Regions from separate parts of the Triticum aestivum genome. Here region 1 is linked to region 2. A link is a contact called in public Hi-C data. All regions are on one chromosome and are shown on one strand. The core of a region is the stretch at or near the end of the contact, and the rest is flanking DNA. Distances in the headings are between cores, read along the strand shown.

The links. Hi-C and Micro-C count contacts between places; a contact is called where the count stands out from the background.
Region 1: a contact with region 2 is called in a Hi-C map of leaf, with 10 times the contacts expected there. The contact joins the promoter of LOC123098858 here to the enhancer-like site in region 2. A contact is called at or near these places in 3 of 5 Hi-C or Micro-C datasets (leaf and root).

Annotation. Positions count from the first base shown.
Region 1 is chr4D:484,081,458-484,084,574 of IWGSC CS RefSeq v2.1, forward strand. LOC123098858 (trans-cinnamate:CoA ligase, peroxisomal) reads left to right here and starts at 1,813. Exons shown (of 1, transcript XM_044520936.1): 1 at 1,813-3,117. The coding sequence starts at 2,056.
Region 2 is chr4D:483,979,834-483,983,433 of IWGSC CS RefSeq v2.1, forward strand. No RefSeq gene overlaps it. Among protein-coding and RNA genes, the nearest start is that of LOC123100462, 11 kb to the left of the region's middle. Within about 2 kb of position 2,063, at least 1 of the 8 cell types and tissues checked has an H3K27ac peak or open chromatin away from gene starts, as enhancers often do. A contact at or near this core is called in leaf, where this site is marked.

The sequences.
Region 1 (3,117 bases), core at 563-3,062, 100 kb after region 2:
CTGACATGAAAAAAATTATTATAATAAAGAAAAACTTGAGGTCGCATTTGTAGTGGTACGTGTCGTGTGCCTGTTTTGGAACCCCACGTAGATTAGGCGAGTCAACATTTTTCTTTTCTATATGGGGGAACTTCCGCCAAATTGAAGGTAAGCTTCCTCGGTTTTTACTGCTGTATTCCAAGATAGTGGAGGGTTAAATAACCGAGGAAATACCTAGTCCGATTAGACTTGGTTGCTATCCACTTTGTAAGAGGGGAAAAGTATTATTACGTCGGTCTCACAAAGACTAATCAACTTTCGTGATGATTTGCTGATCAGTCTCTTGTGAGTCCTCAGAAAGAGGGTCCGTATACGTGCGTTTATAGAAGTAAGTGTATTCGTAATGATAAACGTATACACATGTACTGTGTAAAACAAAAACTCTTCGCACCTTAGTGCACCGGGGCCCACCTGGATCTCGCATACTTTCGCTGTGAGAAAGTGTATGTCCTAAAAGAGCTTAACTAATCTAAAAATAAATAAGAAGAGCTTAAGGGCATCTTCAACGCGGCCCGCAAATTTTCTCTCACATTCGTCCGCGGACACGTATGCAGGAGGTTGTTCCTTTTTTTTTGAAAGTCCACACATTCAAATAGCCGCATACATAGAGTACAAACGTTTAAATAGCTGCATGCATAGAGTACAGACGTTCAAATAGCCACATGCATTAGTAGTTCAAATTTTAAAAAGCTCAAATATTACATTCCAACGTTGTTGTCCCTTTTAACCGCCCACAGATGCTCAATCAGATTTTCCTTCAGTTGCTCGTGAGTTGCTCAATGCCAAATTTGTTGATGCATGTGAATAAACTCTTCAAATGTGGTCGGATTCTGGTCTGGAAGTTCTGTTGGATAAGCCATGTTTTCAAATTCTAGAGCTGCGGCAGCATCCTCATCCTCATTCTCGACGATCATGTTTTGCTTGATCACACAACGTGTCATCACCTCCCACAAGATCTCCAAATCCCATTGTTTGAAAGAAGGGACAACTTTTTTAGCTCGGCAAATCATCGAACAATTGCCGAGCGTGGTGAGTCTAGCAGTAGTGGATGGTACCTGGCAGAGCCGTCGGAGGAGAGGGGTTGAACGGCGACTGAGGGGAAGTGGGGTGGAGCCCGGCTAGAACGCTGGAGCTGACGGAGACGTAGCGTTTCGACAGGGGTATGGCGTGACAGCGGGGGTGGTGGAGCAGTGGCAAAAGCAAGAGAGAAAGAAGGACAAAAAATAAGGTGGATGGAAGCGCGAGTCCGGTAATGGTTTTGAGAGGGCAGGAGTGTCGGAGGCGTACGTGGCTGCTGTCCGGACTCCGGTTAAGTCTCTCACGTTTGTCTCCATTTTGTCGAAAAAAATATGTCTAGACTGGTCGGCGGATCGATACGGACCCCCACTGCATGGCAAACCGTGTTCGGGCCGTATGATGCGAACTTATGGAGGTGGTACGAGGGTCGGCGTTGGAGATGCCCTAATAACCACAGGAGTGCTACGTCACCTGATCCATCGTGCCGCCACCAGCCAGCCCGGTGTGCCGCACCGCATCGACCGGTCACTACTCCCTGCCCACTAGCATGAACAGTCCGGTCACCGGTGGCCTGGCGTCTGGCGTTCCGGCCCGGGAAAACGAAGCTCCCAATACCTGCCCGGCCGAGCGAGACGTGCGCGCGTGTGAAATATCGTGGCTCGCTCGTCAAAGCTGTGGTCAAGCGCCCGTGTCTTCACTTCATTTTCCCCGCAAACCCCGACCCCGACCCCAACAATTTCCCTTTCTTTTCTCCCCGGACCGCGTGCCCCCGCCCTGCCTCTGCCTCTGCACCACCCCCAAACGCAAATCACATTTGCTCCAACCACTATATAAACAGCGGCAGCCCTCCACTGTCCGAATCACTCCCTCCCCCACACCGCCTACTGCTCCAGCCCACAAGGCCACTGCTGTCTGCTGCCACTAGCCAGCACCCATACGGAGCCGGCAGCCCGACACCCCTACCCGTTTCAGGACACAGCCGTTTTCGCCGCGGAGGACATGGACCAGCTCCCCAAGCTCGCGGCCAACTACGCGCCCCTCAGCCCGGTGGGCTTCCTGCCGCGCGCCAATGCCGTCTACGGCGACCGCGCCTCCCTCGTCTACGGCCGGGTGCGCTTCACCTGGAGCCAGACCCACGAGCGCTGCCGCCGCCTCGCCTCCTCCCTGCTCCTCACCCTCGGCGTCCGCAAGAACGACGTGGTCTCCGTGCTCGCGCCCAACGTGCCCGCCCTCTACGAGATGCACTTCGCGGTGCCCATGGCCGGCGCCGTGCTCAACACCGTCAACACCCGCCTCGACGCCGCCGCCGTCGCCGCCATCCTGCGCCACGCCGAGGCCAAGCTCTTCTTCGTCGACTACGACTACGTGCGCCTCGCCAGCGACGCGCTCCAGCTGCTCGCCGCTGCCGGCGCGCCCGTCCCGCTCGTCGCCGTCATCGACGACCTCGACCGCCCCACCGGCGTCCGCCTCGGCGAGCTCGAGTACGAGGCGCTTGTCGCGCACGGTGACCCCACGGTGGAGCTCCCGCAGCTCCAGGACGAGTGGGACGCGGTCACGCTCAACTATACGTCCGGCACCACGTCCGCCCCCAAGGGCGTGGTCTACAGCCACCGCGGCGCGTACCTGAGCACCACCAGTTTGCTCATGTCCTGGGAGGTCGGCACCGAGCCGGTCTACCTCTGGACGCTCCCCATGTTCCACTGCAACGGCTGGACCTTCACCTGGGGTATGGCGGCCCGCGGCGGCGTCAACGTCTGCATCCGCGAGAACCGCCCCGCCGAGGTCTACCGCGCCATCGCCCGCTACGGCGTCACCCACATGTGCTGCGCGCCGGTCGTCTTCAACATCCTCCTCGAGGGTGGCGACGCCACCGCGCGGCTCGCGAAGCCCGTCAACGTCCTCACCGGCGGCGCCCCGCCGCCGGCCGCGCTGCTGGAGCGCGTCGAGAAAATCGGCTTCAACGTAACGCACGCCTACGGGCTCACCGAGGCCACGGGCCCCGCGCTGGCGTGCGAGTGGCGCGCCCAGTGGGACAACCTGCCCATCTCGGAGCGCGCGCGC
Region 2 (3,600 bases), core at 813-3,312:
GTGGGCGAACTGCTAAACGCCCACACACCAGCCCCTCCCTGTGTTAAACGGACGTGTGGGCGACCGGGTGAATCCCCACACACCAGCCCAATCCTACGTGGCACCACAAACATGCCAAGATTCGTGCACCCACAAACGGACGCGGATCCACGCGTATGGGCGAGATGCAAACGCCCACACGTGTGGGCGTTAGTGTTTCCGGGTTTTTTTCGTCTCGTGCCCATCCCCCTCCAAGTTTTTTTATAGAAACTGCACCCTTTATTAACCTTCAATATTCATCGGGATACAGATTATATCGGGAATAGAACCTAGCCAAACATGGCGCCGGGTGGGAAGAGAACTCGGCGCTTTGGCAAACATATGACCCTCTCCACTATGTTGATGTCCTTCATGAGTGGAAAGCACATCTCAAAACATGTTCCTTTGGTCTTTGATCTCTCGCAGAGTTGTGACATATCAACAAGGCGCTCTAGAATCAATGTTTCTCACCACTTCGATGCGACATAGATGAAATCCAAGTGAAGATCCAGGGCCAGAGCGGGTGCTTCAATGCACGCTCGTGCTTCAAGGGATGTCGGGTCAACAACCCCTCCACCACGGGCAGTGGAGGCGCCCATATACGCGGGATCCTATTTGGCGCCCGCAAGTGTCAAAGGACGAGCCTTCGCTAAAGAGAGTCACCACTTGGGCCGGCCCACGTGCGGATTTGGTTCACTGTTGTTTCCTTGTTTCTTGTAGTGTTTTATTTCATTTTTCTTTTATGTTGTTTTGCTCCTAGTTTTTTTAGCCTTTTAGGCGATTTTCAGTTGTTTTGTTCCATTTTTTCATTCTTTTGATTTGGTTCCTTTTTTTTCCCTTTCATCTTGTTTCTTTTACCTTCCTTTTTTATTTTCTGTTTATGTTCTTCTTCTCTTTATTGCGTATTATATAAAAAGTTCACACGGTATTACAAAAATCTTCATCGTATTAAGAAAATGTTCATTGTATATTATGAAATAGTTCACCTTACATTATAAAAATGTTCATCATGTATTATTAAATTGTTCAACATATATTAGAAAATGCTTGTTGTGTATTTAAATTTTGTTCATCGTTTATTAATAAATTGTTCATCGTTTACTATAAAATGTTCATTTGTGTATTTGAAATTTGTTCAGTATTTTTTTACAAAAAAATTACTCTATTTGAAAATTTGTTCAATGTATTTTATAAAAACATTGAATGTCTTTTTAAGGATTTGCCGCTGTCCTTTCTACTTTAAGCTTAACACTGCATTTATACCGTTCAAGGTCGTTAGCCGGGCTAGCCTCGCTAGAATCCAACATGAGGTCGGTGGTTCGATCCCACGCAGGCACTTCTATTTTATGGAATTTTTGCTTGCCTCGTGATAATTGCGCTCGCCCGTGTGAGCATTGATTATGCGAAGCTGCGATAATCGGACGCACACAGGCAGCGTATAGGAGCTCTGCCCATATACTGGCCATTCTCCTCCGAAGTCAAGGAAAAAATATGCTATGGGCGAGAGCAACTAATCGAGGAGGAGCGCTCCTTCAGAAGCCTCCCAACGATCACTTGTGGGTGGGCTAGACGCGTTCTCAGCCACCGCCATGTGTCGCACTCTGGGAGCTCCCTCTGGATTTTATTTTTTATTTTTCTTCACGTGTTTTCGGATTTTTAGAAGTGACGCACATGCAGTGTGCCACTTGTCGCAACCTGAGAATGTGGAAGTGATCTTTGAAAGGAGTGTTTCGGCTATGGGTTCCTTTCTCTTCTTTTTCTTCTCCATCGGCAGAACAAAACTGTATAGAATGGTGTAAATCAACCAGGCATATCAGCTCGTGGGCCATGCACTCTTGTTTTGGGTTCCAATTGACAGACCAAAGTGGGCCTTCCAAATGCAGCCCATGACGCCGAGCTGCTGTCGCCTCATGCGACGGCGACCGGGGAGTTTGGAAGGACACCGGAAGCGACGGCGACGGCGACCGTAACCACGCAAGTAGGTACGCGCCGGGCGGACCTGGAAGAACAACGGACCGGACTAGCACTGTACGAGGAGACGAGTAGACTGTTGACCATCTTGAGCGCAAGTATACATCATGTGTTGCGGACCTGCGACGATGCATACAACTCACGACCGTCGTTGGCCTATAGCCTACATATGTACGTACGCCTCACGGGTCACGGCCTCGTTGTGGTGTGTGAACACCGGCGACCGTTTGGTCGGTTTATTTCTACGTTGATGTAGATTGATGGAAAGGTTTGCGTTCCCCGGCTAACTAGCTTCACGTGATCCATGGGCATTCTGCATGCTCGCCACTCAGTTGAATATCCGGCCGCGTAGTTAAAGGCATCTCCAAGGGTGTGTCAAAAAAAATAAAAATTCTCCGACTTATGTCTGCGGACATGTTCGAATATGTCCTCGGAAAGCAGAGGGTGAGCTTCATTTGTCCTCTCGGCAATCCCCATTTCTCCTTCCTTCATGCAATGCGCATATGCATAGGACGTAGATCACACACAAAGACATAGCTCAAATGACATATGAAGTAGGACATAGTTCATGCAACATATGTCATAATTCATATATCAAGATACATAAAGAGCAAATACCCCCTTCGCTCCATATTAGCAATTAATATGGATCAAAGAGGGTATATGTTTTTATAAGTGGGCTATACTATAAGGCATGAACAATTAAAAATATTCTCTTAAGCTTGTGGTCCGACCACCACACGTACAAAATATTTCCATGGTATTAGCACATATGCCAGCAAGGCTCGAAAGGGACAAAAAGTTAAGACATATCACAGTAACATCTTTCATCGACATCACATCAGCATACCATTGTTGCAATATTTTCTAGCGGACGCAGCACGTTTTCGACAGCAGATCGCTTGATCTAGCCATAAAAGTTAGACATAAAATGGCCATTGTTGCATGCCTTGTTAAACAAACCGGCTCGTTCTCTATCTCTCATGTTCACTCGCTCGACCGCGACTCTGAGCTCCTCAAAACACAACAGCCGCAGCCGCCTTGCCCGCTTTTGTGAGAATAGTGATGATCATCGCTAACATATTTCTTGCAAAATGTAACCATGCCATCCCGACATGCCATTATGCATGTAAAAGGGCCACCATAACATGCAACATGCATGCTATGCACATTCAAGATTTATTCTACGACTATAATAATCAAATATAAATTGTTAAACAAAATCAAATATAATACTTTTATTCCAGTTTTAGCTGTTACATTATTAATTCAAAAAAAAATTGAAACGTGGGGCAAAAGATTTGCCCCTTTTCATTAATTAGGAGAGGGAAAAGGTCTTTCAAAGTTGCAGAGGACAAGAAAATAAAAGCCCCAAGCATGGGGTGCATATCACATCCGCACTACCCTCCCGGTGGCCCAAATGTTTCGCCCCCGCGGTCGCCCAAAGAATCGCCGCTTTTTGGATGGTGCGAAGAAGGATGGTTGGAGGAGCAAAGTTGCGTCGAAAAACCCTTGCGTTCCTTTCGTCCCAGATCGACTTGCATACTAGCATAGTGAGGGAAGACATCGCCCTTCCGTGGATCCTCTGGGTGGCGACCATGTCGAACCACC